Regions from separate parts of the Sus scrofa genome. Here region 2 is linked to region 1. Evidence: chromatin contacts called from public HiChIP or PLAC-seq data. All regions are on one chromosome and are shown on one strand. Each heading gives the region's core, a stretch centred on a gene start, on an enhancer-like site or on the middle of the called end of the contact. The rest is flanking DNA. Distances are from core to core; before and after follow the strand shown. Region 1 holds the start of PBLD (phenazine biosynthesis-like domain-containing protein). Region 2 holds the start of SLC25A16 (graves disease carrier protein).

The links. HiChIP or PLAC-seq counts read pairs in DNA pulled down with a chosen protein or histone mark.
Region 2: a contact with region 1 is called in an H3K27ac HiChIP or PLAC-seq map of alveolar macrophages. The contact joins the promoter of SLC25A16 here to the promoter of PBLD in region 1. A contact is called at or near these places in 1 of 47 Hi-C or Micro-C datasets (epiblast stem cells) and 2 of 2 datasets of contacts at active chromatin or transcription factors (alveolar macrophages and skeletal muscle).

The regions. Positions count from the first base shown.
Region 1 is chr14:71,485,869-71,489,332 of Sscrofa11.1, forward strand. It overlaps PBLD (phenazine biosynthesis-like domain-containing protein), which reads right to left and starts at 1,674. Exons shown (of 10, transcript XM_021073523.1): 1 at 1,544-1,674. It overlaps HNRNPH3 (heterogeneous nuclear ribonucleoprotein H3 (2H9)), which reads left to right and starts at 427. Exons shown (of 10, transcript NM_001243555.1): 1 at 427-585.
Region 2 is chr14:71,649,673-71,653,136 of Sscrofa11.1, forward strand. SLC25A16 (graves disease carrier protein) reads right to left here and starts at 1,669. Exons shown (of 9, transcript XM_021072451.1): 1 at 1,142-1,669. The coding sequence starts at 1,262.

The DNA of each region.
Region 1 (3,464 bases), core at 424-2,923:
TTTGGCTGCCGAACCACGTGGCTCCCTTTCCACGCAGGTGACGCGGGGTGAGGGCGGAGCCTTACAGAATTTGCTCTCGCTGGGAAAAAGCGGACTTCTCCAAAACTCGACTCCAGGATTCTTGCAACACAAACAGGAAGGAATACTTTCGCCACTTCACATCTCCCCGCGAAAGCAGAAAGGTGGCTTTGAGAATTTGAAGGTTTTAGGGTAAGCAAGAAAAGCGGAGTTACTGACCCTCCACCTTCCCCCGACCCCAACAACCAGGCCTTCCACCAACGCGCAAGCGCACTTCTTGCCTTCCGCGCCAAGGCGGGACCGACTCTCTTGCCTCGCGAGAGCGGGGCCGGTGGGTCTTCCTCGCTCTCGCTCCACCCCCTCCTTCTCTCTCGCGCTCTCCCATCCCCCCAAGCCAGTCGCTCTGCTGCGCAGCTCCCTCAGCGGTTGCCACCGCCGGAGACGGTTGGAAGAACCGTTGTGGGAGCGCTACACGAGGCAGGCGACTTCTCCTTCTCCACGACCGGGCCCCGCAAGCAGCGGAGTCGGCGCTACTGTCGCTCGACAGGGTATCTGAAGTAAAAGGGGGTAGGTTGGGATGGTGGTTTCGAGAGTGGAGTCGGGAGAAGGACGAAAGAGAAACTGGGAGGGGGTGGGGCGGGGCGAAGTGTGGAGGTCGCCGCTCGGAGGTGGCCAGGCTGCGCCCCCCCGGGCGATCTCTCACTTCGGGGGCGGCCTGCCGGGCGGGGGGGGGACTTACTCAGGGGGGATTTAGTGGACGAAGCCGAGGCCCGAAGTGGGGCTCATCACGCATTTCCCGTCTTTTCCCTGCTGGTTTGGCTTCCGCCATTTTGGGTACGGTGGCGCGGCCACCTGGGCTTCCCGCCCTTCTCCTCTCTTTCTGCTTCTTGCCCCTTAGCTTCCGAAAACTGATTTAGGAGTCCGGGGAGGGGGGCGGTGGTTAGAGCGCCTCGGAAGGGATGTGGGTGGGGAAGGAAGCGAGCTGGGAAAGGCTGGGCACTTGGGTGGGGGGAGGCTCAGGGCCTTCGGGCGCGCTCCGGTTGGAAATGGCGCCGGATGGGCCTGGCCTCCCACCGCGGCCTCCCTTCCTCCGCAGTCTCAGCTGGGCTACCTGGGCTGGCGGGACTGCGAGTGACTTCTGACGCAGATTCCCAAGATGAGAGAGGCTGGAGCTGGGGGAGGAAAGCCAATGGCGACGAAGGCGCTCAACTCCCAAACCCGGGACAAAGGAGGCAGACGGCCTCCTTTGTAATTCCGCCGCCGGGTGGCGAAGGTTTTTAAGCCAAGCTTTGCTGCCGAACGGGAAGGGGGGGAAGGGGCGTACTCTCCCTAGCTCTCTGGTCTCTAGGGCAGCTAGATAAAACGAAAAGCCTCCGGGGAGGAATAAAGGACGCTTAGCCGGCCCTTATATTCCAGGTTTGGAGCTTCGAAAAGAGTACGTACTCATTTTCCAAAGGGTTTTTTCCACTTAAACCGTATTGGGAGACTTTATGGGTAATTGTAAGCAGAAAAGCGGGTGACTTACCGAATAGGAATGTGCAGTGGGGCTTATTTCAAGCAGGTGAACCAAGATACGACTTTCTGAACCTTTGGGCGGGGGCGGGATGGTTTAGCAATGGTTTTGTGTAGTTTGGCGAATACTGTGTTAGAATTTAAGTAGGTGGTTTACTTTTGGGAAACAGTTGTTAAAAAACAACCAGTGATGGAAAAAATGTGTGTATAGGAATTGCGTTATCGGCTTTCACCAATCTCCAAGATTTTTATTTTGTGCAAAGATTGTTTTGGCATTAAGGCTGTGGAAATAAAATACTTCAAAATACAGTTAGGGTTTATTTTCTTTCGGTAGCTAAGCGAATTTTCTATTTGGCTTAGGACTATAGTAACATTTTGGCGAAGAAAATAACCCTACTCAACAGAAAAACAAACTGCAAGCCCAGTCATGTGGTGCTGTGATTTTTTTTTTTTTTTTTTCGGTCCTTAGAACATTGGAGAACTGGGTCTGTAATTTTCACTGAAAACTGTGCAAAGTAAAGGACAGGCAAGGCATGAGACTTCCAATAATGCATATGAATCTTTACAAGTGTGTTTATTTTTTCATCTTTAAAAATGAAAAAGATCTTCATGATGTTGAAGATGTTCTGTGTTTCTATGCACTTGTAAAGACATATAGCCCAGTTTCTTATAAAGTCTTGTGTGGTGTAACAGCTTCCCTGATTGGATTACCCTAGAAACCTTTTTTCCTGCCCTTCATCTGCATCATGATTTGGAAATGCATCTAAATTGCTTTTTATATTTTAAACAACTGTGTAGTTTTGGTATTCTTACTTTGTTAAACAAGTGATTGAACTGCAGTGGGTGGTAACTTTGTTCTAGAAAAGAAATCCGTTTAGACACCTCACCTCCAAGTAGTAGTGTGTGAGTCTATTTTTATTTAAAATTGAGCAAGCACAATGAAAAGGGAATGATTTCCATTTTATTTAAGCATTTCATCACCACTTCTGACCAAAATTTTGAAGTTACCTCTCATTTTTTAATTTTCTGGCCAAACCTGTGCCACAGCTGTGACACCACAGGATCCTTCTTAACCTGCTGACCAAGGAACTTTTTTAGAAGCATGGTTTAGGGTTGTTTATTAATGTATCAAACCCTTTATGTTATAAAGGAATTTTATCTCATTTGGCTTCTAAGATGTTTTTTCTTAACAGCTTTGAGATACAGTTCACAGATCGTTAACTTCATCCATTTAAAATCATACAGTAGTGGTCTTCTGTGACTGGTTTCTTTCACTTAGCCTAATGTTTAGGAAATTACATTAAAAATTTCATACAGAACTGACAAACTGTGTATTTCAGCTGCTGGTGTTTTGATTGATGCTAACACTAGAAATTTTTAAAGCAGAATTGCTGTGACACTTGTAAAGAAAGGTTGAGAAGGATTATCCTGAATAATTGGTAAACACTTTTTTTAGGTAGTTTCTGAGACAACTTTATTAAGGTATCAGAACAGATTGGTGTTTTTTTTTTTTTTTTTTTTTTATGCCTTCAGGTTTTGTCTTGGTTTGGTTTTGTAAATAGAATTCCAGGTTCTAATTTTGAGTTTTGAAGAGTTAGTAGAGTGTGGGTTACTTTGTTGTGTACTCATTCACATGGGATGGAGAGTCATTCTGAAGTAGTTTGTCTTCCAAATCTGCTTAACCTTTCCCCAAATTAAAATTGTGTTAACAGTTTGGTGTGTTCTTTATAGACTGTATTGTTTTTATGCACTTTGGAATAGGCTGATCCAAAAATCAAAGCTAGTATAGTTTGCTTGCTAGTATTTCTTGGAAAGTGCTAAGATTTATAACTATAAGTCAGTTTCCATCTTTTTTGAATTCCTGAAGTGGTACCTTTACATTGAAAAATAAATAAATAAATGTTCTAAGTAACATAAAGCCCCCACATCCTAAG
Region 2 (3,464 bases), core at 419-2,918, 160 kb after region 1:
GTGGCACAATTTCCACCCCTGGCCTGGAGAAATTTCACCAGCCAGGCTGAGAAAACAAATTCCCAGCCTTAACAAAAAATTAAGTGATAACAACCCAAACAATCTGAGAGACATTATGAACCTTCTGGGCCCACAGTCACACCAATAACAGGGCTGCACCAGCTAACCGTCAAGCAGCTGTGGCACAGTTTGCTAGAATCACCGGAAGCAGTTTTGGTTGTAGACAGTTTTGCACAATTTCCTAGTCATTTTTAATAAGCTGTCCTCATACTACTCTGACATAAAATATGCCATTTGCAGCAACATGGATGGAACTAGACTCATACTGAGTGAAGTCAGAAAGACAAAGACAAATACCATATGATATCACTTATATCTTGAATATAATATATGGCACAAATGAATCTTTCCACAGGAAAAAAAAAAAAATCATGGACTTGGAGAATAGACTTGTGGTTGCCAAGGAGGAGGGAGGGAGTGAGATGGATTGGGAGCTTAGGGTTAATAGATGCAGACTATTGCCTTTGGAATGGATTAGCAATGAGATCCTGCTGTGTAGCACTGGGAACTATGTCTAGTCACTTATGATGGAGCATGATAATGTGAGAAAAAAGAATGTATACATGTATGTATAACTGGGTCACCATGGTGTATAGTAGAAAACTGACAGAACACTGTAAACCAGCTATAATGGAAAAAAATAAAAATCATTATATAAAAAAAATAAGCTGTCCTCCAATATTTGTTTTCTTTTAAGCAAACAGCAAAATCCAATTCTACACCAGTCGTTCATGGTCTTTATACAAGAAAGGAGCTCCCAGCATGTTTCACTGAAACCCTGGAGTCTTTGAAGGGAGTCCTCTATTTTCCCGGCTATCCAACCCTGAAGAATGGGTGCCCGGTTCAGCCCTTCCAGGTCCCCTACCGCTTCGCGACAGCTCAAGGCCCTTCCTCTGCAGGACCCTGATGAGATTACTCAATTGATTATAGAAAGAGGTTATAGCAGGTCCCGGCAAACACCTGGCAGGGCATTGAAACAGCCCAAGTCCGAGAATGTCATCGCGGCCGCAAGCACCCAACCTGCCCCGGATCCTGCCCCTAAAGCTCGGGGTACGACCAGGTCCTCCCGACGGACACCCACCTCCAGCCAGGAAGGAACGCAACCAGTAGAAGTCTCGGCGAGCGGCGGGTCCTCCGGTTCCTGCTGCCTGCGGCATCGCAGGAGGTGGCTCGGCCGCTGCCAGGGCCGCCGCCGCCGCCATCAGGATCAGGGCCGCGCAGGAGCTTTGGTCGCCAACTCACAGTCCAAGAGCCCTAGCCATGCCCAGAGCAGGCGGTGACAGGGCACCCCGCCGCCGTGCGGGCGGGACGGAATACCGCCGGCGGTGCAGCGCGGCGCGGGCTGATGGCGTACGCCAGAGGCGGGGCCTGGATCAAGGCCCGAAGGGGGCGTCACCTCCCCCCACCCCCACGTTGGACGTGTCCCCACGCCCCGGCCTCACCCAAAATCCCTGCTTCTGGCTGGAGTCACTCTTCAGGCCTCTTCTGTTACGGACGGAGGAAGGGAAACATGGCCAGCAAGAAGGTCCTTCCAAAACCCGCCACCTCAGAAAGTCCTCCACCGTCCGTTGACCTGTATTGACCACTGACCTGGAACCGTCCAGCGGGCTGCTTATGACCTTCCTAAAAATGAGCCCCAGGAGTTCCCTTCGTGGCTCAGTGGTTAAAGAATCCGACTAGGAATCATGAGGTTGCGGGTTCCATCCCTGGCCTTGCGCAGTGGGTTAAGGATCCAGCGTTGCCATGAGCTCTGGTGCAGGTCGCAGACGCAGCTCGGATCTGGCGTTGCTGTGGCTCTGGTGTAGGCTGGCAGCAACAGCTCCTATTAGACCCCTAGCCTGGGAGCCTCCATGTGCAGCGGGAGTGGCCCTAGAAAAGGCAAAAAGACAACAACAACAAAAAATTCCAGCCTTTGCTCACTCTTTCCAGGAACCTCTGAAATTGTAGTCTCTCCCACCAAATCACCTCTGCCTTCTCTGAGCTTCTCGCTGAGCCTGTTTCTGCCTCCCTAACGGTTCACCAGGAAGCTTCAATTCCACCCCATCACCTCTGCCAAAGAAATAGTTGCTGAAGCAAGTTCTTCTTTCTTTGGGGCTCTGTGAATTACACAAATACTTCTGACTTGCCAGGAGGTTCTGAATCTCTGTCTTATGCTTAGCACTCAAATTCCACCGCTCTACCCACTACCAGCTCCTAAACTCTCAGGAACTTCCGTTTCTTCTTACTAGCCCTACTGTATTACAAGACTGTACTTTTTTTAACCACCCCTTATGGACACTATTCTATTGCTATGAATCCCTCATCACTTCCAACTTGAGCAAAATTCATCCCTATTTTTTTTTTTTTTTGTCTTTTTTTAGCTATTTCTTGGGCCGCTTCCACGACATGTGGAGATTCCCAGGCTAGGGGTCAATCGGAGCTGTAGCCACCGGACTACTCCAGAGCCACAGCAACGTGGGATCCGAGCCGCGTCTGCAACCTACACCACAGCTCACGGCAACGCCGGATCCTTAACCCACTGAGCAAGGGCAGGGACCGAACCCACAACCTCATGGTTCCTAGTCGGATTTGTTAACCACTGCGCCGCGACGGGAACTCCAATTCATCCCTATTCTTTGTGACCACAGTTGTTCTGAACTTTTATCCTCTGTCAGAAATTATCACGATTTTCATTAATACTTACTCCAACCTTCACTATTATTGGCACTGGTCCCGTTTCTCTTTCCACCCATATATGCCTCTGCAAGGTGTTTCTAGCCACATTTAGTCATTAATGATGGGTCTAGATTTCTTTTTTTTTTTTTTCACTTTTATGGTATGCCCTTTTTTTTAAGGTTAGCTTTTAATGGATTTGATAGTCATGTGCAAATTTGATCATAATATACAAGAGCCAGTGTTTCTATAGAGCTATGTCTGAACAAGAACAGAATCTCAAAATACAGCATAAACCTGAACCACTAGACTTTTTTTGGCTTTTTTCTGCAAGTTGTCATATTCTGATCAAATACAAGTCTTGCTTCCCCACAGGTGCAGTGTTTCCTTATATGCTCAAGGAGTGGTATTTTAGATGCCTGGTCACAGTTCTAAGCATTTCTTGAGGGATGGATTAAATGGATTCAGACATCACAGTACATATTCATAGAGCAAAAACTTGTTCTCATTCTGACACCTCTTTACAACTAACAGAGATACAACATTAAGTTAGGATTTTTACCAAGAAACCGTGTTGGCAGTTTTTCCCCTTCTAATGAGATCTGTGCTGCCCTGGATGTTCCACACACATGATTACTAGAAGCAGAAGGATAAACACCTGAGGCATGCAACCTGCTTGCAGTGAATCTATTGACATGATGCTGCTAAAGGACCTAGGGATTCACCCAGATATGGATTTCACAGGTTGGGAA